4 separate regions of the Gossypium hirsutum genome follow, and regions 2, 3 and 4 are each linked to region 1. Evidence: chromatin contacts called from public Hi-C data. All regions are on one chromosome and are shown on one strand. The core of a region is the stretch at or near the end of the contact, and the rest is flanking DNA. Distances in the headings are between cores, read along the strand shown.

What was found. Hi-C and Micro-C count contacts between places; a contact is called where the count stands out from the background.
Region 2: a Hi-C map of leaf shows a contact between it and region 1, with 2.9 times the contacts expected there. The contact joins the promoter of LOC107886638 here to the promoter of LOC107886654 in region 1. A contact is called at or near these places in 2 of 34 Hi-C or Micro-C datasets (both in leaf).
Region 3: a contact with region 1 is called in a Hi-C map of leaf, with 2.5 times the contacts expected there. The contact joins the promoter of LOC107886640 here to the promoter of LOC107886654 in region 1. A contact is called at or near these places in 4 of 34 Hi-C or Micro-C datasets (hypocotyl, leaf and petal).
Region 4: a contact with region 1 is called in a Hi-C map of leaf, with 4 times the contacts expected there. The contact joins the promoter of LOC107886641 here to the promoter of LOC107886654 in region 1. A contact is called at or near these places in 7 of 34 Hi-C or Micro-C datasets (callus and leaf).

What each region holds. Positions count from the first base shown.
Region 1 is chrA03:101,873,012-101,879,157 of Gossypium_hirsutum_v2.1, reverse strand. It overlaps LOC107886654, which reads right to left and starts at 3,759. Exons shown (of 2, transcript XR_001680832.2): 1 at 2,331-3,759; 2 at 210-2,177.
Region 2 is chrA03:102,306,111-102,312,256 of Gossypium_hirsutum_v2.1, reverse strand. LOC107886638 (LOB domain-containing protein 42) reads left to right here and starts at 2,643. Exons shown (of 2, transcript XM_016810670.2): 1 at 2,643-2,980; 2 at 3,068-3,811. The coding sequence starts at 2,791. The coding sequence ends at 3,573.
Region 3 is chrA03:102,185,149-102,191,294 of Gossypium_hirsutum_v2.1, reverse strand. It overlaps LOC107886640, which reads right to left and starts at 3,220. Exons shown (of 4, transcript XR_005917801.1): 1 at 2,599-3,220; 2 at 795-2,321; 3 at 522-579; 4 at 1-173.
Region 4 is chrA03:102,157,947-102,164,092 of Gossypium_hirsutum_v2.1, reverse strand. LOC107886641 (3-ketoacyl-CoA synthase 6) reads right to left here and starts at 3,871. Exons shown (of 1, transcript XM_016810674.2): 1 at 1,816-3,871. The coding sequence starts at 3,698. The coding sequence ends at 2,208.

The DNA.
Region 1 (6,146 bases), core at 2,510-5,009:
AAGATTAAAATACTCTCTAATAATATAATTTATTTTAATTATAAAAAATATTTTTATAATTACTTTAATCGAATTGGTGACTTGTCAAGAGTTTCCAAGTCCTTAATAAAACAAAAATTAGGATAAAATTTGAAAAACACGTGATTATCCTTAGCAAACTTTGACACAAACAATAATTTTTTGTGAATATCCAGGACATACAACAAATCTAAAGAGCAACGATTGATTGGACCCATTAGATATAACAGACTCACCAATATAAGAAATTGCGACAGAGTGACCATTGTCGACAATCACTTTACCTCAACCATGATACAATCGAGAATTAATTAGTTTTGTCAAATCGCTAGTCATGTGTGCAGTAGCCCTATTGTTCGAGTACCATGTCGGATCTGACACAATGGCAAGTGTCGCAACAACAAATGAAGCAAACATCGGCGATGGTAGCGAGAGACTAGGAGCCCTAGGTGAAGAGAAATAGCCCAAAGACACAGGAGGCCCAGAGTAATGACTCTCAGATACCTTATGATTAGTATAACACATGTAGACTAACATTGGTATGGGCTCTAATTGAGAAGCACGTCCATCAAACAAAGAATCACTTTGACTAGATCCATTAGGATTACCACAATCATCCTCATCATCATAAGTAAAGTCGTACCTGTAAAAGCAACGTCAAGCCACGTGATCAATCTTCCCACAGATCTAACACTATAGCCGTGTACCACCAAATCGACCATCTCCACGACTGCGAGCAAACCCTCGATGCGACCAAACGCCTGTGATGGAGGTTGTCCAACATATGTAGGGAGCGTTGATGGTGCAAACTTGTCTGAAATTTCAAGATTAACCGAGAAGGTAACTTGAGAGAGGTGAGCTTGTTGGCCTGCTTCGGCATCCAATAGAGCGATGGTGATTCCTTTTTTATGTTTACAAAATCAGCAACCGGATGGGTCAGGTATGCCTAGTGATGGAAACACTGCACACTTGTTGAGTTAGGAACCTCTAGAGAGGACAGTATAGGAGAGCCCGAAGTGTTACATTCAGAAGTAGGATTAAACATCGAATTAGAAACAAAATTTGCAAGAAAACTATAGGCACTAGAAGGTAGCATTACTACTGGAAGAGTAACCATCATCAGAAGCTAAAGTGGAGTTAGGGGTAGCAGAATCAACAAAAGGAAATTTCCCTTCACCAAATCAGACATGATGAGAAACATACACTCTCCCAAATATATCCATACACTTGTAGCCTTTGTGGTTCAAGGCATATTCCAAAAATGTATAGGGTAGGAGCCTGTACTGCAACTTATTCATATTGTATGGATGCAAAATACGTAACAAAGGCACCCAAAGACTCGAAGCTACTGATAATCTGGCTTTCGACTAAACAGGCGCTCTACTGGTGACATTCCATTCAACACCTTGGTGGGAAGCATATTCATGAGGTACATAGTTGTTGAAAAAACATCTGTCCAATGGGAAAAAAATAGTGATGCCTAAGATAAAAGTGTCAACCCTATTTCTATGATTAGTCAATGACGTCATTTGACTAGCCCATTTTTTTTAGCCATGTACGGGTCCGAAAGATGATAAGTTATGCCACAACTTTTAAATACGGATCAAAACCTTGAAATTCTCCACCACCATCCGTTTGAAGCTGCTTGAGCTGAACACCTTGCTGCAATTCAACATATGCTTTGAAAGAAACAAAAACATCCAATGCATCAGATTTATGTCTTAGAAAATAAATCCAAGTGTTACGCAAATAAGCATCCACAAACTCAAGATAGTATTCAAAACCAGCAGAATAAAAGGGAAAAGGTCTCTATAAATCAACAATAAAAAATTCAAGAGGAAAAGAATACACTAATTAAGAGGATGAAAACAATAGTTTGTGGCTCTTACCCAGAGCACACGCATTACAAATAGAAGACACCTTATTCTTGCTAATGTGAACATTACACAATTGCAAAACTTAACTAACAATAGTAGAAGATGCATATCCAATTCATCAGTGCCATCGATCATACTGAACATTAGAAGATGAAGAATGAAGAGACACAATAGCAACCACATTTGTAATTGGGGAAGAACTGGCAGTATCATATGTGGTGGAATCAAGATTTAAGCCATCATGTTCACTGCACAAAGCAACGCCCGACGAGTTTCCAGGTCCTTAATAAAACAAAAATTAGGATAAAATTTAAAAAACACTTGATTATCCTTCACAAACTTTGACATAGACAGTAATTTTTTTAATATCCAGAACATACAATAAATCTTTAAGGAGCAACGAATAATTAGACCCATTAGATAAAATAGACTCACCAATATGAGAAATCGCAACAGAGTGACCATTGCTGACAGTCACTTTACTTAAGCCATGATACAATCAAGAATCAATTAGTTTTGTCAAATCGCTATTCATATGTGTAGTAGCCCCATTATCCGAGTACCATGTCAGATCTGACATAATAGCAGGCTAGCAACAATAGACGAAGCAAAGATCGGTAACGAAAGTGAGACACTAAGAGCCTTAGATGAAAAGAAAGAGCCCAAAGATACAGGAGCCTAGAGTAATGACAGTCAGATGCCTCATGGTTTGTATAACATATGTAGGCTGACACTGGTTTGGGCCATAATTGAGAAGTAAGCCCATCAAATGAAGAATCACTTTGACTAGATCCATTAAGATTACCACAATCATCATCATCATCATAAGTAGAGTCGTACCTGTAAAAGCAACGCCAAGCCACGTTACCAATCTTCCCGTAGATCTAACACTGTGGTCGTGCACCGCCAAATCGAACACTTCTATAATTGCGAGCAAACCCTCAATGTGACCAAAACGCTTTTGGCAGAGGTTGTTCAGTATATGTAAGGAGCATTCATGGTGCAGACTTGTCCAGAATAACAAGATTAGCCGAGAAGGTAACCTGAGAGAGGTGAGCTTACTGGCATGCTTTGGCATCCAATAGAGCGATGGTGATTCCTTGCAAATCAAAAGGAACACGGCCGGTCGTAATGATAGATACAACATAATCAAACTCCGGAAGAAGACCGATAAGGATGGCGAATTGATATTCTTCCCACGACACATGCTGACTGCAACCAGCCAAAGAATCACACAAATGTTTGATCTAAGCCAGGTATGTAGACATAGACAAGTTATTTTTCTTGAACTGATAGAGTAAATATCTGTAACGCATAGCCTTGCTGGTGGACTAGGTGCTAAAAATCTGGTTAATAGCTTCCCAAAGTTTAAACGCCAATGCAGAACTTACAATTAGTTGGTAATGGAGAGAAGCATTGATCGTAGAAAGAAGCCAAGCCAATAGTGTCGAGTCTTACTGCTCATATTGATCATAGGCTGGATTCTCAATGAGAGCACCATCAACACCGGGCAAAACTCGCAGCAGCACAACAACCGTCAATAAAAGATTGCAACTAGTGAGTCTTCAGAATGAGCAGAACATGTTTCTTCTAAGTGAGGAAATTACTATCATCGATAAGTATGGCTATCTTTTGAGAGGCAAAAGTAAAAGGATTGAAAATTTTATTTGTCAATTCCAACACATTGACAGAATCCATAGTGAAAACGCAGCAACTAGCAAAAAAAAACACTCTAATACCGTATTAGAATTCTAAGAGTAAAAAGAATTTCATTCGTACTTATTCAGCAATACATCAAGTGAGAATTTATACACAAAAGAATCTAAGAAATGCTAATTGGAATGACTAACAAAAAGAAAACAGAATAACAACTACTCCTAACTTCTTGAGCTAATTTTAGTTGAGTAGTTAACAACTACTTTCTCTAATAATGTGGACCTTGCAAAATGATGAAACCGTGGATTGAAGAGTAAGCTACTATGCATGTAGATATTCAGTTTATCAAGATTAATGTGGATATGTTCACCATGTCCTACAATATTTTCACCTTTCATTTTTTTTCTTGCTTTGTTGTATGCTTTGAAAATTACAAGTTGATGATGTGACTCATGAGTTCAAGGTTCCTAGCATTCATTCTTGGATTTTTTGTTAATTATTAATAATTTAATAATTTATTTTACATTAAATAAAGTTTAAATTTGTTAGAAACTTTGATTGCTTCTTTTCTTCCATTTCATGTTCGAACAACAAATAGAACAACATTTTTGGTGTAGTCAAGGTTTTTGAGTTGATATGTTTGACTTTTTAATAACATGGCTTATAATTTAATCTTGGTGAACAGTAAATGAGGAAGTAATTTCGTACTACAACATGTTATTATCATCTTTCAATCGATTGACTTGGAGGAAAAGAGAGAAGTTTAATGGTTGAATATGCTTATCATTATCTTTTGAGAGAGTTTTGAAGCTAATAAAAGACTTGTTTAAGAAGGGCTTTGTAACAACCCGATTTTTGGGCCTAGTTAAAACAGTGGTTTTGGGACCATTGACCTGAGGTTAAAGAAATTATTTTTGATATTATTTTATGTGTTATAGCATTATTATATGAGTGCATGGAAAATTTGGTGAAGTAATTTTAGCATTTGTGGGCTTAATTGCGAAAAAGGACTAAATCGTATAAAGTGAAAAAGTCACGATTTGATAGCTAAGGGTGTTAAATTGCCATGAAACTTAAATTGGGAGTCTTTAAAGGGCAAATAGACCCTTAGATTATAGCCTGGCTGGCCATGAGACAAAGAAAATTGAATGGTCAAAATGTTAGGTATTTGATGACATAATATGTGATAAAATAATACCCTAAAGCCTAGCCTTCATCTTTTTCATCCATCCTTTCTTCTTGACCGAAAATATCATCCATTAGAGGAGTTTTTGAAGCTTGAAATTTCAGCCACTTAGTCTCTCTACAAGTAAGTGATCTTGATGGTTTTTCTTGATGATTTTTGTACTTTTAGAACCCTTGTAACATGAGCTTTCAAATGAGGGGACTGTTTTGCAAAATGGTTAGAGTCTAGGGTTTTTCCATGAAATCATATGTGTTGTTAATGGAAATTTTATGGAAGAATATGAGTTATGGTTGTGTAATAAACAACTTTTGTAAAGTATTTTTCATGGAAACCCTAACTAGGGACCATTTTGCATAAGTTGAAAATTAGATAATAAATGTGAGAGATAATAAAAATTTTGAGTTGCTATAAGAGTAAAAAGGGTTTGGCTAGGCTTAATATATGAACAAATTTGATAAAAATCAATTTTCGGGCCTAGGGGTAAAATGGTCATTTTACAAAAATCTAGGGGCAAAATGGTCAAATTGTCCAATTATGAATTTGTTAAGTACTTAGATCGATAAAATGATTAAACTTGTGAATTTTTATCCTTTTAGATCAAGAACTATAAAATCCGAACTTAGACCGAGGGAAGGCCAAGTAAGTAGACTAAAATCAATTAGTCGCCTACATTTTGTAATTCGAGGTAAGTTTTATGTAAATAATACAACTACATTGTTATTTTATGTGTTTAAATTGATATAGCATAAATTGCTTGTTTGTGGAAATGATTATGTATGATGAATATTGAGATAGTAGAACTCCCGTTTGAACCTTAGGAAATAAATCGGATATTCATGCCATGACATTCGGGTTATTTGTATGCTAGTGTAAAACATGTCTGGGACATGCATCGGCCACATTATGAGAGCCAATGTAAGATCGTGTCTGGGACATGGCACCGGCATTGAGACGAGAGCTAGTGTAAGACATGTCTAGGACATGCATCGTCCTCACGATGTAAGCCAATATAAGACATGTCTGGGACATGCATCGACTACGAGATGTGTCAGTGTAAGACCATATCTGGGACATGGCATTGGCACCTATAGAGGTGTCAGTGTAAGACCATGTCTGGGACATGGCATCGGCACGGATATGTAAGAGCTAGTGTAAGACCGTGTTTGGGACATGGCATCGGCCTCTATTTCAATAGTCAGTGTAAGACCATGTCGGCATCGACTTGATGGATGAGCCAATGTAAGACCATGTTTGGGACATGGCATCAGCATCGGCATCATACCCTATGTTTGAGGCTTAATGAATATCCGATAACATTCCAAATGGTTCAACAGTGAGAGTTACAGTTTAAGTTAAATGAGGAAAGTATAACCATGTTGTAAGTGGTACAGATACCTATTTGAAATGTA
Region 2 (6,146 bases), core at 1,394-3,893, 430 kb before region 1:
CCTAGCCGTGGTGATTTGTTTGCTAGTGTTTTGGATTTGGAATCAAATTCACTCCAAGACAACTCACCTCACCAATGCATGCAAGTTTGCCCTCTCTCTTCTTTTCCTCTATTTCTTCCTCAATAAGTGTAATCCATATTATCCGTTTTGAATGTAGGAATATTTTTCTAAAAGAACTTATTATAACTCATATATCAACTGAATTATAAGTGTAGGTATATCAATTACCTAACCATGTTCCCTATTAATAAGAGAAGACAGAATGCTTAGGTTTGATTTGCCATATGAAATTTGAGTTGTGATGCCAGGTTTGTATCCTCAAAAGGGACCGACAAATTATTAATAATACAACTATACCACTAACCCAACCCAACCCAACCCAACAAATGTGTTTTGCTACAAATCTTTACAGTGTTTGGAGTGGGGCTAATGGCTTTTCACGTTTGCCAACCTCACTATCTTTAGGCGGCCCAACCAGCTAGCTAAACTCTAATCCACCATCCAAACCACGATCAACACTTTGAAATATATATAATAAATAGTCACCTAATTATTAATTTGTATATATTTTGATCATTAATTTAAAAAATATATATAAATTTATCGTTTTGTTTCTGTTCTGATCATTCCTCATTAAATTAGTAACGAAAATAATGACATTTAATTAATATAATAATACATTTAAGTCAAGGACACCTACAAATAAAGTAAGAAAAGGAACAGGAAGACCTCCCATTAAGTCATCGACGAGGGGTGCAAAGTAATTTTTGAGTTATGTCAGTTACTTCCTTTTCTAAAAGGTACTTGATTAACTATGGTGGTAGAAATTAACAAAGAACCAAGCATCACTTCTTCTAATGATTCTGGAACTAAGCTCAACTTTTCAAGATCATGAAGTAAAAGAATAGTTGAACAATAACATTAGTGATTAAAATAGAATTTAACGATAATATTAGTGATGAAATTAACAGTTTTATAATTTGATGAATTTAAAATTTTAAATATCATGAACAAAACAAAATTAAATTATAGTAGTATGTTATGCAAATAAGATGGTAATGTAAGGACAAGGTGATGTACCATTTTGGAAGGTAATTACACGGATGGTGAAAGGCGGGCCCAAAGTACAATTGAACGTGCATGGGCTCCTGTTAGGCCTTAATCATTAAAACCCAATTCTCTGTTCCAATTAATGCCCATATCCCATCCGCTTCCTTTTTAAGCACAATGTGGGGTACTTGTGTCCGACGGAAAAATGATCATTCAAAAGCCATCTCATAGAAAAGGTGGAATGTTTATTATACCTTTTCACCACTCCAGGATGTGCACATTTTTTGCAACAACTCTTTATACCTCATTAGTCAAACTCATATTGCATCAATGTGGTTATGTTTAGCTGTATTTTAGTTTTATTGTTATAAATATTAACTCACACCAGAATTAAAAATAATTTTTTTTACTATATCTACGAATGAAGAGTATACATTTTTATGTTGGTGTGATTGTATATATTGTGTTGATACCAAAGGAGACTAGAGATAAAATCAAAATAGAAATCAGGCTATTTGTTAAAACCACAGGCAGTATCTCTTTAGGCGCCCACAGTCTTACATAAAATACTAGACATAACTGATTCCCCCCCCCTTTTTTTTTCTTTAAAGGAAAAAAAAATAAAATGTATAGAAAATAGAAAAAATACCGATTATTTTAGGATTGCGTAGAGATATTATTCAAAATTTGTAAAAAGAAAAATAGCATTTTAGAAAATACCCAGTCTGATATATGGTAGAAGAATTAGAAAGAAGTAAAAAGAAAAGGATAAATTACTGAGGGATTTGAAGTGAAAATAAGACCCAGGTAGGTCATTTGTACGGACGGACTCCTGAAAACCAGGAGGTATATATTATAAGATGGTTTCAGGGTAGAGCTCGAAATGAGATGTGGCGAGATGCACGCAGTTCTAAGATAAAGGGAGCTTGCGCTTGGCACGTGCATCTGTTGCGGATTTTCTGCCTCTCTCTTCCCTTTTGCTTGCTTGCATGGCTTCCACTTCTCAACTGCTGTCCTCTTTCTGTTTTTGTATTTATCCCCTTTATTTGTATTTCAATAAATCCTTATTCTTAATAAAACTCCTAACAAATTCAACATTTATTTGTACATAAATTACTTATTTACCGGTTAAAATATTAAGGAATTGTTCAATGTGTACAAAAAAAAAGGAAAATAAAGGTTGTAGAGTTATATATATATTATTGGCATGCATTTTGGCCTCTCTGTTTCTCAAATTACAGCATAAATTAGAAGACATAATAATTTATTTGTAGAAAATTCCATTATCCTATAATCAAGAAAAAAAAACTCTAATGGGTAATAATGGTATATAATATAAGAAATGAAGAAGTAAAGCTTTGCAAATTAAAAAAGTAATAAAATAAATGATTGATTATGAAGTTAATATAAAATTTGGAAAGAGTACATATTGATATTTAATTGAGGAGTTAAAAGCAAGATGGATGGTAGATTATGTAATAAAATCGTGCATGTAGGGTTGTTTGGAAAAGGAGGAAAGCGCCAAAACCAATCTCATTTACCAAAGAGGGGCAGTCCCCAACTTTACCTAAACAAGAAGAAGAAGAAGGGAAATTAAAGAACACACTCCTCACTCACCCCCGGTTTTCAGGTCTTTTACTCCTTTGGAAACCACTGCGCTGCCCACCTTTATATTAACCATAATCTTTCACTTCTCCTTCTCCTCCTTCTCCCTCGATCTCTCTCTGAAATATAATTACGATGAGGATGAGCTGTAATGGCTGCAGGGTCCTGCGTAAGGGCTGCACCGAAAACTGCACCATTAGACCTTGTCTTCAATGGATCAAGTCCTCTGATTCTCAAGCCAATGCTACTCTCTTCCTTGCCAAATTCTATGGCCGAGCTGGTCTCCTCAACCTAATTGAAGCCGGCCCTGAAAACCTTCGCCCTGGTACGTACTTCATTAACCCCACCCAACCAAAAACAAGATTTCATTAATTGCTTTTAACTTTTTTTTTTGTATGCATTTTGTTTGTAGCTATTTTTAGATCACTTTTATACGAGGCCTGTGGGCGTGTGGTAAATCCAGTTTATGGGTCAATTGGGATGCTTTGGTCCGGGAACTGGGGTGAGTGCCAAGCAGCCGTTGATGCTGTGCTGAAAGGCTCCCCCATAACCCAAACTTCATCATCTTTGGAATCAGTTGAAGAAGAGCAACCGATTTCCCCTCTCAAGACCTACGACATCCGCCATGTCTTCAAGGACACCAAACCAGCTGCAGCAGCAGACGTCGACAAGGTCAAGACCCGCACTCGTTTCAAGCGATCCAGGACTCGCTCCAAGCGACAGGTGGTTGACTCGTGGATGAGCCAACTCGGAAATGGTGACAGCAAAGAAGATGAGAGCACCTTCTCTGTGGAGACCGTGGAGGGTTCGCTGGTAAACCACGCCAAAAGGGGTCCTATCTTGAAGTTTGAGGATAGTAGTAATGTTGGCTTAGAACTCACTCTTGCTTTGCTTCCTGAGGCGACGCACTTAGGATGAAATAATCCACCCTTAAACAAAAAATGAATCCTCCTTTTTTTGCTTCTTTCATTATAGATTGAAGAAATTTTGGCGGCTATAAAACTATCACCTCTAGTTTCAACCTCATCGTATGATAGAATATTAGAATGCTGCAAGTATTTTAAACTTTGTTTCGTTTCTGTTTGGGTCAAAAACAAATGTTGATGGGTTCTTTTTATTTTAAAGACAGCTATATGAAGTTGATAGAATTATTGAATGGTGCTTTCTAGTTTGGTGATATGGTTAGGTGTGATATACTTTCCATATATGGGTTTGTTTAAATTTGTAGGTTTTGATTTATGAGTAGGTTATCACGATGCTGACAAGGCTGCAATAAGAAAATATGACTGGCAGTGGCACCCCAATTTAGATTCTTCTTGGTGCTTGCTGCTGTAAGTTGTAGGCTTCAATTTATTTGTTCATTTGTTTATCTTTTTAATCTAAAATTCTATTCGTACTCTTTTAAATTAGGTACATTTTTTTTAATTAAAGCCAAATAAATATATACAGAAACATTAAACAAAGATATTCATCAATATTTTATAACGCTCTATTCATCAAAAGGAAATAACGCTTTAGAGTCTCGGGCAGAAGGCAAGACAGGAGCCTTTGAGCATGGTGGCCACCACAGGGTTCCAAGGCAGTGGGGTCATTCCACGTAGACTTGTGCGTTTACAGTTTGGGACAGCTGCTCCTCATGCACCGGTTCTTGGTGTTTGGGAGTTTCCTAGTATTATTGCTTTGCATATGTTTCTCACACGTGGGAACAAAAATAAACTTGCTTCCGTTTGGATAAAATTGGTTTTGGTTAGATTCAAAAACCAGTTATGGTAAGATTAGGAGTAAGATTAAATTTTTTTTAAGGAGACGTACGGAGAGTTTGAATCGGGTTTTTTTTTATTCATATTTTTTCGAGCTTGAATCAATTTAGGCTTAAATTTTTTGGACTCAAGTTTTTCCGGGCTTGAATATTTTCAAGCTTAGATTTTTTTTATATTTATATTTTTTAATTTTTAATACAGATTAGTTTGGGTAAGATGGACATTGACAGATTTAAATAATTTTAAATTATAAAATTTTAATTATAATAATTTTTTTATATTTGATGATGCAATCCAAATACGTCATAAAAAGCATAAATTATATATATTTAATAGAGATCATGATAGTTGGTATCGTATTGACCGGTATGTGCCAAGCCGTTCCTCAATCAATACCAAATAATTTAGGTTCTGTTACAATCAAGATTTCAATGTGTTTTGACCATATTGATGTGTTTTGGCTCATTTCAGACAATACTAGCTTGTACTGGTGCATATCAGCGCATACTAATTGGTACATAATTTTGATATTTTAAACCTAACTTATATTTTTTTTATCTAAAACATTTTAAAGTTATTGAACTTGATTAATAATTTTATATTTTATATTTTTATACAAATATATTTACATTAATTTAATTTACTAAAAAACTAAAGGTTAATAATTAAGATATATTTGTATGCATATATTATATATAATTTATGAAAAAATTAAAACTTAGTGTAACAACCCTTAGCCCATCAGGAAAGTAATAAGAATTAATATAAACGCCCTATTAATCAAACCCTGCCATCAAAGGTGAATACACTTAGGAAAAGGATGATTTGTAAACTGCAAATCAAAGGAGTTTGGCCTTCACCCTTTACAGTTAAGGACAATTTCACTTTATATGACAAAATAATACAGTTGCGAAGTAAAAGCAAAAGTTAAATACAAAACATACGTATATGCCATCCACCAATTAGTCATGCATGACACAAAACAAACAAGTGACTCACTTGCAAATGCAGCTCTGGTGCAGTCCACTTCTACGGATCTTATTCTACTAATCAATTGCCTGAGAAAGAAAGGTAACATAGTAAGTTCAATTGAACTCAGTGAGTTCCAGGTAGACAAATATTGTTTATCGAATTACCGATAATTGACCCAAAAATAAAGATATTTCAAGACTCAGTCTTATAGACACATTATGCCAAGTTGGCAGTACAGTTTTATGATAATGAAACTTAGTAAAAACAACGCACACGGTATCCCTGGCGGACACACGCCGCCAGCTTATGCACACTTCTTACAGACACGTATGTTTACCTACAACCCAACCTTGTGCCAACTTCGGGTCCATTATTAGAATCCAAAATCACGTATTAGTCAAATCATATTTATTTTCATATTCCTTGTTAGATTGAACATGTGTTCTCCCGCAAGGTCAAGCTGTGATCTGCTTGTCCGTTTTGCAATAAAGCTGCCCTACCAGAGGCATCACAAATAAAGCTTCTTTCCACATTTTCACATATCACAAATAGTCTAGCACTAGGCTCGCATACAAGGTGATTATTTTTACCTCGACTATGGCCATGCTCACACACACAACACGGACTTATAACACACTCGTCAATACAAGACACACCAACCCATCTTCAGTAGGGACAACTTACCTTTCATAACCCACATATCATAGAATTTTCATAACTCAAAGGAAGCAAAAAGGAACTCACCATGAACTTCAGGAT
Region 3 (6,146 bases), core at 1,971-4,470, 310 kb before region 1:
AGGAAACAAGATGAAGGATCCCTTGACGAGCTAGAACTGAAGAAAAGGCACGAAACTCACCTCCCCAATCACTTTTGAAACTTCTTAATACACTTCTCGAATTGAGTGAGAATCATCTTCTGAAACTGAGCAAAACACTCTACAGCTTGAGATTTGCGATTTATTAGATATACCTAGGTAAACCGACTAGTCATGTCAATGAAAGAAACATAATACAAATTCCCTTCACATGGAACAGCAGCCGGGCCTCACAAATCAGAAACAACCAATTCAAACAAGTCTAACATACTCAGTATTAGAACGAGAAAAATGCAATTTATGAGATTTCCCTTTCTGACATGCAACACAAACATTATCAAGATAATTTTTATTGACAGTAATCTGACATTTTTCTAAAACAGCTTTTACAATATTAGAAACAGGATGACCTAGCCTTTTATGCCACAAAATAAAAACATCATCAACTGGAGAGAAACCTAAAACAACAGTACTATGAACGGATGGAGACAAAGCACTCATACCCGCTGAGAATTGATAGAGCCCATCACGAACTTGGCCCTGCATTAAGATTTCCTGTGTCTGGATGTCCTTAATCACACAATACGAGGGGTGAAATTCAAAAAACACATTGTTATCTGTAGCAAAATTAGACACAGATAATAAATTTTTTCGAATACTCGGCACACATAGCACATTCGATAGATGTAATAATTTTGCCTTCGTAGGAATAGTTGTACTCCAAACAAATGAAATTTTAGTAGAGACTCCATTCCCCATTAAAAAAGAAGAATTACCTGTATACGGAGCAGAGCCCTGTAAATCTGAAGCATTTTGGCACACGTGATGAGTAGCCCCCGAGTCTGGGCATCAAGACCTGCTTCCTAACGGAACAAAAGAATCAACAGAATTAAAATTTGAGTCATATGCTGTAGCATCAAAATAATCAGAGGCATGCAACTCAGGAAGCCTGGGGGGAAACCTAACAAACTGAGACGAATCATAAGGAGACGAGTCAACACTAAAAACATGAGCACGGGGTTTTGTCCGCCACGGAGCCTCAGGAACAGTCTGCCAAGATCTGTCAACACCAACACAGTTAGTAGAGGGCCCAAGCACAAATCGACTATCAGTTGGACGACACCGAATGGACTCACTAAGCCTACGTGGCCTAGAAGCCACATTACCATACAGGCAGCCCAATGAATCATCACCAAAATGTGGGCCCATAGCATTTCGTCCAACTTCAGTTGCACGCCCATAAAGCCTAGAATTAAAATTTGGTTCAGCATTATCATGCTGTCCATTTCCATTAGGCACAAATAGATTAGCTGTATGAGGCCCACGTGGGTCACAATTCTCCATCTCAAAATTTGGCCAACTATAAGGCCTCCAATTTTGACCATGAACGCCCCAATTTTGACTAAACACATTGGCTTCAAGTCGGTCACCACGCACCTAGTCTTCCCCAATTATTCCAAGAGCAAAACAGCCTCGTCGCGCCACTAGTGGTTCGAGTGAGGATTGCTCGTCACGATAGTATCTATAGTAACAACGCCGGGCAAGGTGGCCATAGCGACTACAAATTTGACATTGGATGCACGGATGAAAGGAACGACCACGACCATGAACAGAGGACCGTCCTCCTCGAAACGAACCATCCGTCGACTGATCAACCAACTGAAGCGGAAGCCCTTCCACAGTATTCGCAGCCACCAACACATCGTGATCGGTCCGACGTTGATGAGCTTCACACTCAAGCAAAGCATCAACAAGTCGTTGGAAGGGTAACGAGATCGGAGAGAGTGACGCCGAAGAAACAATAGCCTCATACTCAGAGGAGAGTCCGTCAAGAAGAACCACCGTCCGTTCGGCCTCAGATAAGAAAGAATACTCAGAAGGTAACTGTAGTTAACCCATTTTGCCCGGGCCGATTTTATTTACAGAAAATAAATAAATTAAAATAAAAACCAATAAAAGTCCACAGATTATAGGTCCAAAGTTTATTTATAGTTAGCCCAAATATTAAAACACAAATCTAATCTCTGTACAAAACTTTGGGCCTAAATTAAATCCAAATCCATTTGCAAAATTTTGGGCCCCAAAGTTGAGACCAAAAATAACCCGGAAAAGGCCCAATCTAAGACTAATTGATCAATGCCGCAGCAGTAGCCCTTCTTCTTGGCCATTCGAGGTAAACCGATAGAGCCCAGGCCAGAAGTTTCTGGAATACACGAGAGTAGCAGCAGAACGGGGCTCCTATGAGTGGTTCCCACGCACTTCCTCCACGGCCTTTTCCCTGTACAGCTTTGCATCCGTAGAACCTGCAAAGGAATATACGAGAAGAAAAGTGGGCTAAAGAATACAGCAAAATGATAGCGAGAAAATATAATTTTATTTTTCTTTGTAAATTCAGGCTATAAAAAGCTGCACTTGTACTCCTTGATTTTTTACGCGCACTACGCAAATCTAATTCCAAGAATCAAAGAATCAGAAGGTGATTTAAAATTTTTTATATTCCGTCTTCATTTTTTTTTCCTTTTGTACATATATCTTGTTTCTTTGTAGTTTTTTTTTTAAAAAAAAGAACGAGAAAGTTACCTTCACGAATGCATCAGTTAGATCCCTTGTCTTCTCCGTCGAAATCGGGGCTAGAAATGTGGATATGCAAGTGAGAATGGTCTTTGAGTGTTGATTCTGATGGAAATAAAGGCTACTTCCATACCCCTCACCAATTTTAATGGTGAACGAGTGATGAAATGGCCTTAGAAATTGAAGGCTGCTGAGTCGAAACCCTAAACAATTGGGTGTTTGGCTTGCGTTTGGAAGGAATGGCTAATTGCCATTCAATTTCCTTTTAATTTTGGGCAAACAATGAAACGGCACCGCTTTAGGAAGGAGTAACCCGCGTGTCAACCCATCCAAAGACTCGGATCAGCGCTTTTGCGCTTAAAATGGGTTATTTATTCAGCAGGTCCTTCCCCTTTTGTGCCGTGTTCCAATTAGTCCCTGTTTGCATCTCACCTGTTTTTTTTTAATTTTCTCCTAAAACTTGCGCCTTTTTGCAATCGGGTCTGCGCTGCAGCACTACATCTTGGGGCCTGGACTATTCTCAATTCTAGTCCCTATACGTTCGCGCGCATTATACGTTAATCCTATTTGTGATTATTTTATTTGTAAATTGACCCTTTCGTTTTAATTTTGTTTTAATTAAGCTTTTTATTTTTTTAGTCGCTGCATATTGCTCTCTATTACATGCTGATTATATGTTTGGATATTTAATCTGATTTCGGTTCTGTTATTCTATCATTTTGATAATTTGTATATTATTCGCAATAAAGTTCATTTTGGTTTATGTACGCTATTAATTTTATGTTATTTTGGTAATTTCTTTTGAATTTATTTACATATTTTAATGTTTATATTTCTTAAAATTTATTTATTTTATGTGTCATTTAAGTTATCATTAAGCATATATTTAATATTTATATTTAACCTACATACATTATATAAGCCATGTTATTTTTATACATATAACTTTTTAGTAAATTTGTATCAAATTGTTTTTTTAGTTTTTTTCAATGTATAGTTTATGATAAAATTAAGTTAATTTTATAATTCATATTTTTATTCTATGTTATTTTAATATCCAATTATTTCTAAAATTTCTTCACATGTATATAACCCATATTAAATTATTTTACTATAGTCTATGTTATTGATTTCATATTAATATTTCTTTTATATATATATTTTCTTTAAAATTATTCATACGTATAATGTGTTTCTTTTAAGAACTATATTTTAAGCCATACCATTTATTTATTGTATACACTCTCATATTTTATTATCCTTATATATGTATTATTTATATGTGCCATCAATCCAAACCAATTTGTTACATATAAAATTATGTTATATATTATTTGTTTTAAAATTCCCTTTATAAATATAGTTTTATAAATATACATCACTAAATTTATGTATTTTGTAAATATAATTTTTTTTTATCTTTTTGTGTATATGATTATATTTTCTAAAATTTGTTACATGTATAATTTATATATTTACTTAATTTTTTTTTCATGCTATTTTTTTTAAATAATTATTTTCAAATTTATATATATATACATGTTTTATGAATTTGTTATGTACATTATATCCTATCATGTGTTTTATTTTCTTTTATATTTTATATGTTATTTAAGCAACCATGCATATTGTCAATTTTTAAAATTTGTGTTTGAAATATTTTGCATATTATTTGATTCAAATGTTTTATTCTACAATATTTATTTCAAATAATTATATATCCCTAGCTTTCATACCAACTTGTCAACTTATGTTATGTGTTAATTAATTCATCATTATTTTGAAAATGTCTTATACTATATATTGATTTCTAATTCCATTTTATTTTGTACGTATTTGGTGGGTCGTTTTATAGTGTGCTATGTTAATTATTGTTGTATATTATTTTTGTATTGATTGTTCATCATCCATGATTAAGAATTTGGTCACATTTTACTTAGAATAGTTATACATAATTGTTGGATTTGTTAATTGTGACTTGTTGTATCCTATTATTTCATGTTCATAAATCCTTTCCCATGCAAACGTTTTGATACAATGCATTAAGTATCCCATCTTTTTTTTAAATAAATAAACGTGTTTTGAGCGAATTTCCAATTTTCTTTATTGTTCAAAAATTCTGAAATAAGGCAATATCCAATATTTGGGAATTCAGAAAATCGTGCTCAATTTTGCTGGGTATGATTTTTTCAGTGAACTAAATATTTGGATAACCTTTTATAATTTTAGTGTACGAGTTTTTAAAAGTCAAATATCAATCATATTTTTAAAGGTATAAAGGATCGTATCCAATCGTACTGGGTATGAAACTGCATATCTTTGAAACGAGAGAATTTTGACCGCTAATTTTAGCTATTCAAATATTTTAAAAAGAATCATACTTTGAAAAATCTTTTCTTTAAAAAACCTTTTGGTATAAGGATAGCATCAAGTCAATTTGGTACCAATTTTTGGGCGTAATGAGGGTGCTAACCTTTCCTCATGCGTAACCGACTCCCGAACCTATATTTTGATTTTTACGTGAACCAAATTTATTTTTAATGGAATAAAATGTTTTAGTAGGTGGCCCAATCACACCTAAATCAAGAGATTGGTGGCGACTCCACATTTATGTTTTCAAAAATCGATCCCCATTATTTTCAAAATAAAAAAAGGGTTTCAACAGTAACCATCTATTATTGCTTACTTTTTATCAGCTTAAATATAAGCTTATGTATACAAGATAATCCTTAACTGCTATTAACAATATACCAACTTTATACCAATTTTGTAACTGTCTAACAACTCAGCTAATCACACACTAATCACATGTGTTATTTAGATACTATAACAACTTAACTGTTTGCTAACAACCATTCAGCTGAAGCTAAACCTAAAGCACGCACCTTTTATTTTAATATATTCTCCCAGCTTCATCTGTTTATTTAAATATTCCCCTTCAATTGCTTTATCTACTGACATCACACACAGTCTCTTTCGATGCCCCATATTAATATATATAAAAAAGATGCTGATAGTGGCTTTTTGAAACTGTGCTGTAATAGGTTTTTTTATCAAAATAATTTTTAAAAAAAAAGCAAAATGCTAGAACAAATTTTGGAGGAGGAAACAGAAATCGATTTCCTCATTTTTCTAGACATTCGTCGGCCCTCAAAAATGTTTCTCGTAAAAATCAAAAAAATAAATTAATATGTATTGGTGTTAGTGTCCATGTCAGTGTCAGTGTCAATCAAATGTTTAAGCTAGTATCTCAGTCAATATTAGTCAACAGTGACAAAGAGTCGACTTTAGTGACCCGATTTCCAACTATATTTCCATCCCATCCACGAGAGACTAGGGGGAATATATGGAAAGGGAAATTGGTTTGGCAGAAACCGATTTCCTACCTGGTTAGCCATCAATTCACATCGATGGTTCCGTGGATGAGAGTGATGGGCCAATAAATCGGTTTGCAGGGGATCGATTTCAGCAATCACAAACCCTTTTCATCGAATCGAATTCCATATTCTCCAAGAATCGGATTCTCTGAGATTCAAACATTAAAAAAAGTTAAAATG
Region 4 (6,146 bases), core at 2,622-5,121, 280 kb before region 1:
CAGTATGAGTACTCAAAACCTTGATTTCGATACCTTCGCAAACAAAAGCCAAAATTTTGAAATAAGTGAAACAAGTATCGATATACGACCTTGAGCATTTGTACTCCAGGTGAGGTATTGGTACAACCCCTAGTGTATTGGACCAAGTACTAATACCCATGACCTTGATATCGAAACCTAAGTTGTTTTTTCATAAGCGTGCATCCAAATGATGTTTTTGACCCATATCAAAACTTATTTTGCTTGTAATCAATCATGAATGCATGGAATGTTGTTTTATGTCAAATGCGTGAAAGATAGATCAATAGTTGTTACTCCAACGATCAATGTATCGTTTGTTGTCTAATCGAGCCTCTGACACTCTTTCTCCTATAAGAAATGAAGAGCATAATTGAAGTGTTTCAATTACGCTCAATTTAATGAGACTCGTTAGTTATAATTATTACCTTTAAATATGATATCAATATGTAAATTACCAAAATCTAATTACTAGTTAAATGCCTAAGACAATAATTAAGAATGTAAATTTTCTGTCTCATTACATTTATTAACTTTTATGGCAACAAAAACAGTAATTGACTTGAATTTAACCCTTCACGATAAACGTAGCCAAAGGGAGTGCATATCAAATAGACATCTTCACCCGACATTTGTAGTAAGTTATTACATCACAAAGATTGAAAACTTAGATAATTTCATCATTAACTCTTACAAATCTTCGTTAGAAACTTTGAAGCCTGTAATGAGTGAATTTTATCTGCGTTTTATGCTCACGTTAGTTTCCTTTTCTTCTTTCCTTATGTTTCATGCTTTTGTTTTGACGCCAATGATTCCCTTCTATTGATGAAGTTTAGTAACAATTAGATTCTCTCTTATAGCTGTAATGAGTCAAATGTATACAAATATTCGATTGGGATCAATATTTTTTGAATTCATATTATTTGCTTAAATTAAATGAATTTATTCACAAACATTAATATATGAATATGTTATCAATCAATTAAAAATTTGTTGGTCAACAATAAACAAATAACAAAAAAAATCATTTTTTAATTTCTTTTTAGATATAAAATAATGATTATAACATAAAGACATAAAAATAAAAATACTATTATTGAGTATAGCATAATTGAACAATAAACTAATTATACACAAATTATAATAAACGAATATAAACAACAGAAAATAAATTGTTCATCGAACTCGAATTTGGTTTCAAGTTTTTTTTTTTTTGTAATTGTCTCTTTCAACAATATGCTGTACCATTGCACTCAACACTTATTGTTTATGTTTTTGATATATATAATTAATGATAAAAATACAAATTTAAGTTTGAATTTGAAATTTAGTAGGTATGAGAACCAAATTAATTCTTTTTTATAATCATATATCCTTATCTGTTTATGGTCTGAGATTAGTTTATTTGGGGTAGATGTGTTATTGAAGTAAAATCTTATCAACAATGACAACTTGGTCCAAGTGTTGAAGCTACTTTTTATTAATAGTGAACAACGTCCAATGTTTGTCAGAGTATGTAGGTGCTTTTGGCTGGCATTTACTCCTTTATTTCTTGAGTGAGAAACATAAAACTTGGTTTGAATTAATAAAACTTGAGTTTTAAAAATCGAAACTCCATCAAACTTGGAAATTTTATACTACTTGAACTCAATTTGAGTTGATCACGCCTACTGGAAGACCTATTAATGACTAGTAAATCAAACAGCCGATCAGTGGACCGGCTGAACGCTACAAAGACGGTAACCGGCATTAATAAGGAGACCCTACAGGGACAGCAGCAAAAGGATTAAAAAGATTAGGGATAAAAGACTATTATTATGATTGACAAATTTAGCTATAACTTCCTTTTTTTTTTCTTTGTACAATCAAGCACATGTATAGCATTTTCTGTTAAATATTCCAGGTTTATTTCAAGGAGCTAATCCAACCTGTTTCCACACTGTTTTTTCATTCCCTTGCAAGGGATACATTTAATTAACACATAAATGTGATCATATTTGGTATCTATGTGAATTCATGACTTGAAAAGAGAAAATGGAAAAAGGAAGAGGAGAGACAAATGAGTAGGAGCTAAGAAAAATACAGAGGAGAAATGTAAAGGCAGAGATGAAGTAGGATAAGAAGTAGATGATGATGATTTTAGCAAAGTACTAAAGGCAAAGAAGGAAAGCCATGAATGAAGAAGCTGTCTAGAGCTTGACAACTTCAGGGATATGAACGGGATACCTATGGATGCAATCCTCCCAAGGCCCATCTGTTGGTGTTTTGATGGTTCGATTGCACTTCCACACCGCACTGTTACACTTGAATCCACTCCCAAAAGCAATCTGCCAAATCCTATCTCCCTTTTTCATCCTCCCTTTTGCCTCAAGGTAGCTCATCTCGTACCACAAGGATGAGGAGGAGGTGTTTCCGAATCTGTGCAATGTCATCCTAGATGCCTCTACGTGTTCTGCTGACAGCTGCAGGTTCTTTTGCAGTTCATCTATCACTGCTCGCCCTCCAGCATGGATGCAGAAGTGCTCAAACGCCAGCTTGAAGTCTGGGATATAAGGCTTCCACTTGGGGTTGAAGATTTTACGCCCGATCAGAGTGAGAAGAAATAGAAGTTGTTCTGACCCTGGAAGCACCAAAGGCCCTATTGTGGTAATGTTGGATTTTAAAGCCTCTCCAGCTATAGCCATGAGATCTTTAGATAATGATATCCCAACTTTGCCTTCTTTGTCTTCTTCTTCAAACACGCATCGGTAGGCCTTGTCATCAGCCCCTTTGTGGGTTCGAACAACGTGGACAAGTCGGTACTTGGCTCTCCGCCTCTCTGAGCGGCGGTTCGACAACAGGATTGCTGCACCACCCATGCGGAAGAGACAGTTGGGAAGGAGCATAGCTCTTTCTTTACCCTGGTAGTAGTTGGGAGTGATGATCTCTGTGCTGACAACAACTGCATTAGAATTCGGGTGTACTTGGAGAAGATCCCGAGCTAAATCAATGGAGATAAGCCCCGCACTGCACCCCATTCCCGAAAGATTAAAGCTCTTAATGTTACTCCTCAGCTTGTATTTGTTGATCACCATAGCAGACAAAGATGGCGTGGGGGAGAAGAGACTGCAGTTGACAATAAGAATATCTATGTCTTTAGGTTTCAGCCCCGTTTTCTTGAACAAAGAATCCATAGCTGAGAAAATAACAACCTCAGCCTCGCCTCTAGCGGCCTCCATGGTTGGCTTTGGAGGGATGTAATGAATAGCAGGAGGCAAACAAGTCTCTTCACCCAGCCCAGACCGTTCCAGAATCCTCATCTGGAACTCCACGCTCTTAGGATTGTTGCTCAAAATCAACCTGGAGTGCTCCATGAAAGTAGCAAAAGGAACCCTGCAAGTCACAGGAGGCTTGTAGCATGCATAATCCACAAGGTAGATGCATCGTGGCTTGGACATGAAGTAAACAGTGGCAATAAAAATGATGAAGAAAGAAGAGCACAATATCTGAATAAGATCAAAATGGAGGGAATTCCATAGGTTAACAATCTCTTCAGGGCCTAAACGAACAACTTCAATAAGGATCCCAACCATGACAGGAACCAACAAGAGAGTAAGAAAATGATCCACAACGTATTGGTAGCCAAGCTTAACATACTTAAGCTTGACAGAGCTGGAGAAATCGGGCGAGGCTGGAGGCATATTGCAAGAGATAGAGAAATAATTAAGAAGATAAGAAAAAGAGGTGTGGGTACATAAATGGAGCAGAGGAGAGGGAGGATTTAAAGGCAAAAAGGAAGAAGCAAAGAGGGAGAGGGTCAGTGTGCAGATGAGAGGAATAAATGAAGCAGTGGCATCACTCAACGCCCACTTAACTCCCTCAATTAAATTTTCCTAACTCCCTTTATATCCGTGTTCTAACTAAATGCTTGCTTTCACCAATAACCTCTCTTTTGCTCTATCCGTCTCCTTTAATTTTGTGCTTACTTGGTGTTTTTTTCATTAATTATAACCAACCATCTCATCCCTCAGTTTCTTCCTTCTTCACAGTCCATCTCTCACCCTTCATTGTTTTAGGTCTACATTATTTAGTTAGTCTTTAATTTTCTTTTTTACTCAATATTGATAATTATATCTTTTAAGATTTTTATATGAAAAAGTTCTTTATTTCTAACAACTTATACACTTCTCATTTTTAAAATTCAACCTTAATTTTTTGAAGGTTTATTTGAATTTCAATGTATAATCTAATAAGATATATAATTTATTTTAATGAAGTTGTAAAATAGAATTAACCAGTTTATGAAAAAGGAAAAAGTAAAAAGGGTTTTTAGTTTTTACTAAGATTTTATAGTTTTGTCTTTTATGTTCCAAGTGCCACTTATATCGCAATCATCCATTTGGAAATTTATAAACACATGTGATGTCAGGCAAGTTTAAATAAATGATTAGTTTTAGAAGGAAAAAAAACAGCATCATGCAACCTAAATATATGTTATTTTGACTTCAACTAATTCATCTCACCAAATTTGGGGGATATTTATGTCCCCACTGTGAAAAACAAGTCAAAGTAAGCCGTGGGTATCAACTTTTTAAGTCCTCTCCCTTCTCATTATTATTTGTTTAAATAGCTTGTGACTCATATGATGTGTAGATTATGTTTAGTTATTTACATTTTAATATTTTTTTTAAGTGTAACACAATTACAAAAATAAATATGAGTAATCATAATTAATAAATTATTACAAATTAATTCCTAACATGTAATCTCCTAAATTCTTTTTTTTTAATTGTTAAATCATGTCAAGTAAATTAATTTGGTTCACTAGTTATGTGTTCTATTTAAGTGCTAAAGTCATCTGTTCAAATCATTTCCTTTGAATTTTTGTTATTTTTTTCAACCCCTTTCCTTTAACATCTAACTTATATATTATTTTTGCTCAATTGTTGATATGAAGGAATTTGTTGGTTCAGTGATAAGGTTTTATCTTACCTAGAGGTATTGTGTTTGAATCCTTGTGTGTGCAAAGCAAAAATATTTTTGCAATTTCCTCTGCCTATGGCGCCAAGGAGATAGAAGTGGTGTTGAAATCGAATTCTGGAAATATTCCTAAAATCTCTCCACTTTCTACTGTCCCTCTCTGTCCACTTCTTCACCTCATGTTTTGCTTATTTTGCGCTTTCAGTAAGTTTCTGCCACTCTTTCCTCTGTTGGTTTTCTTTTCTTTTTGTTCTATTCCACATCTTTTCCATAACCAATCTCTTTTTCATTCTCTTTGAAGACGCCTCTTGGCACTGTGTTACTGTTGTATATTGTTTTGTCCTCTTGTCATTTCTTCACTTTTCGTCTCTTCTGTTGTTGAGTTACTTTGTGCCAACGTCTGTTTTAGTCTTAATTGCTGGTCATGGGTGGTAAGGATTTTGATTTAAGACTCGTATTCTGTAAAGGAGTTATTTTTCATATGCTTGGATATGAATTCTTATTTTGGGTGATAATAGTTTGAATGGCTGAAATTATATGATTTAGGTAATTGGAAGTGGCTAATCTTCCGAAAAATTGAAAGCATTAGGAAATTCCTCTTCCATTGGGGAAAGTGATCGGTGCCTTGTTAAGGCCGAATCTTATTGTTAAAAAAATCAATTTGAATGTTTAGTGTTACCACTGATTTATTGGTCGAATTTAGTATGACATTTGCTAAATAGTTCATTCTGAATGTCGTTTTTAGGTGTTGGTATTGTTTTTGTTACGTTGGCATAAAAAAGCAACCAGGTGTGTAACGATAATCCTGAAAATAACTGAACGGTACAAACTAAAAAAAAAACCCACCGTTGATGCCATACGAGCTGGGTCAAGTGGGCTGTGTGGGCCACACGAATATGTGGGCCCATTTTTCGTAAAATTTAAGGTCATGTTTGATGTACGTTTCGAGGTTAGCCTCTGCGTAAGGTTTGTAATGTGATTTGTATGGCTTTTAAATATGAAATCTATTATTCTGCTTTTGTATGTGCAACTCCTGAAAGCATGTTAGCATGATTTGATGTGTAAGCATGTACGTTTTGTGTGCATTCGGATTTCTGATTAGTGATTGCATGTGCATTGGGGTGGGATAATGATGTGATGGAGGAAGTGTTGGGAGTTTAATGATTTAC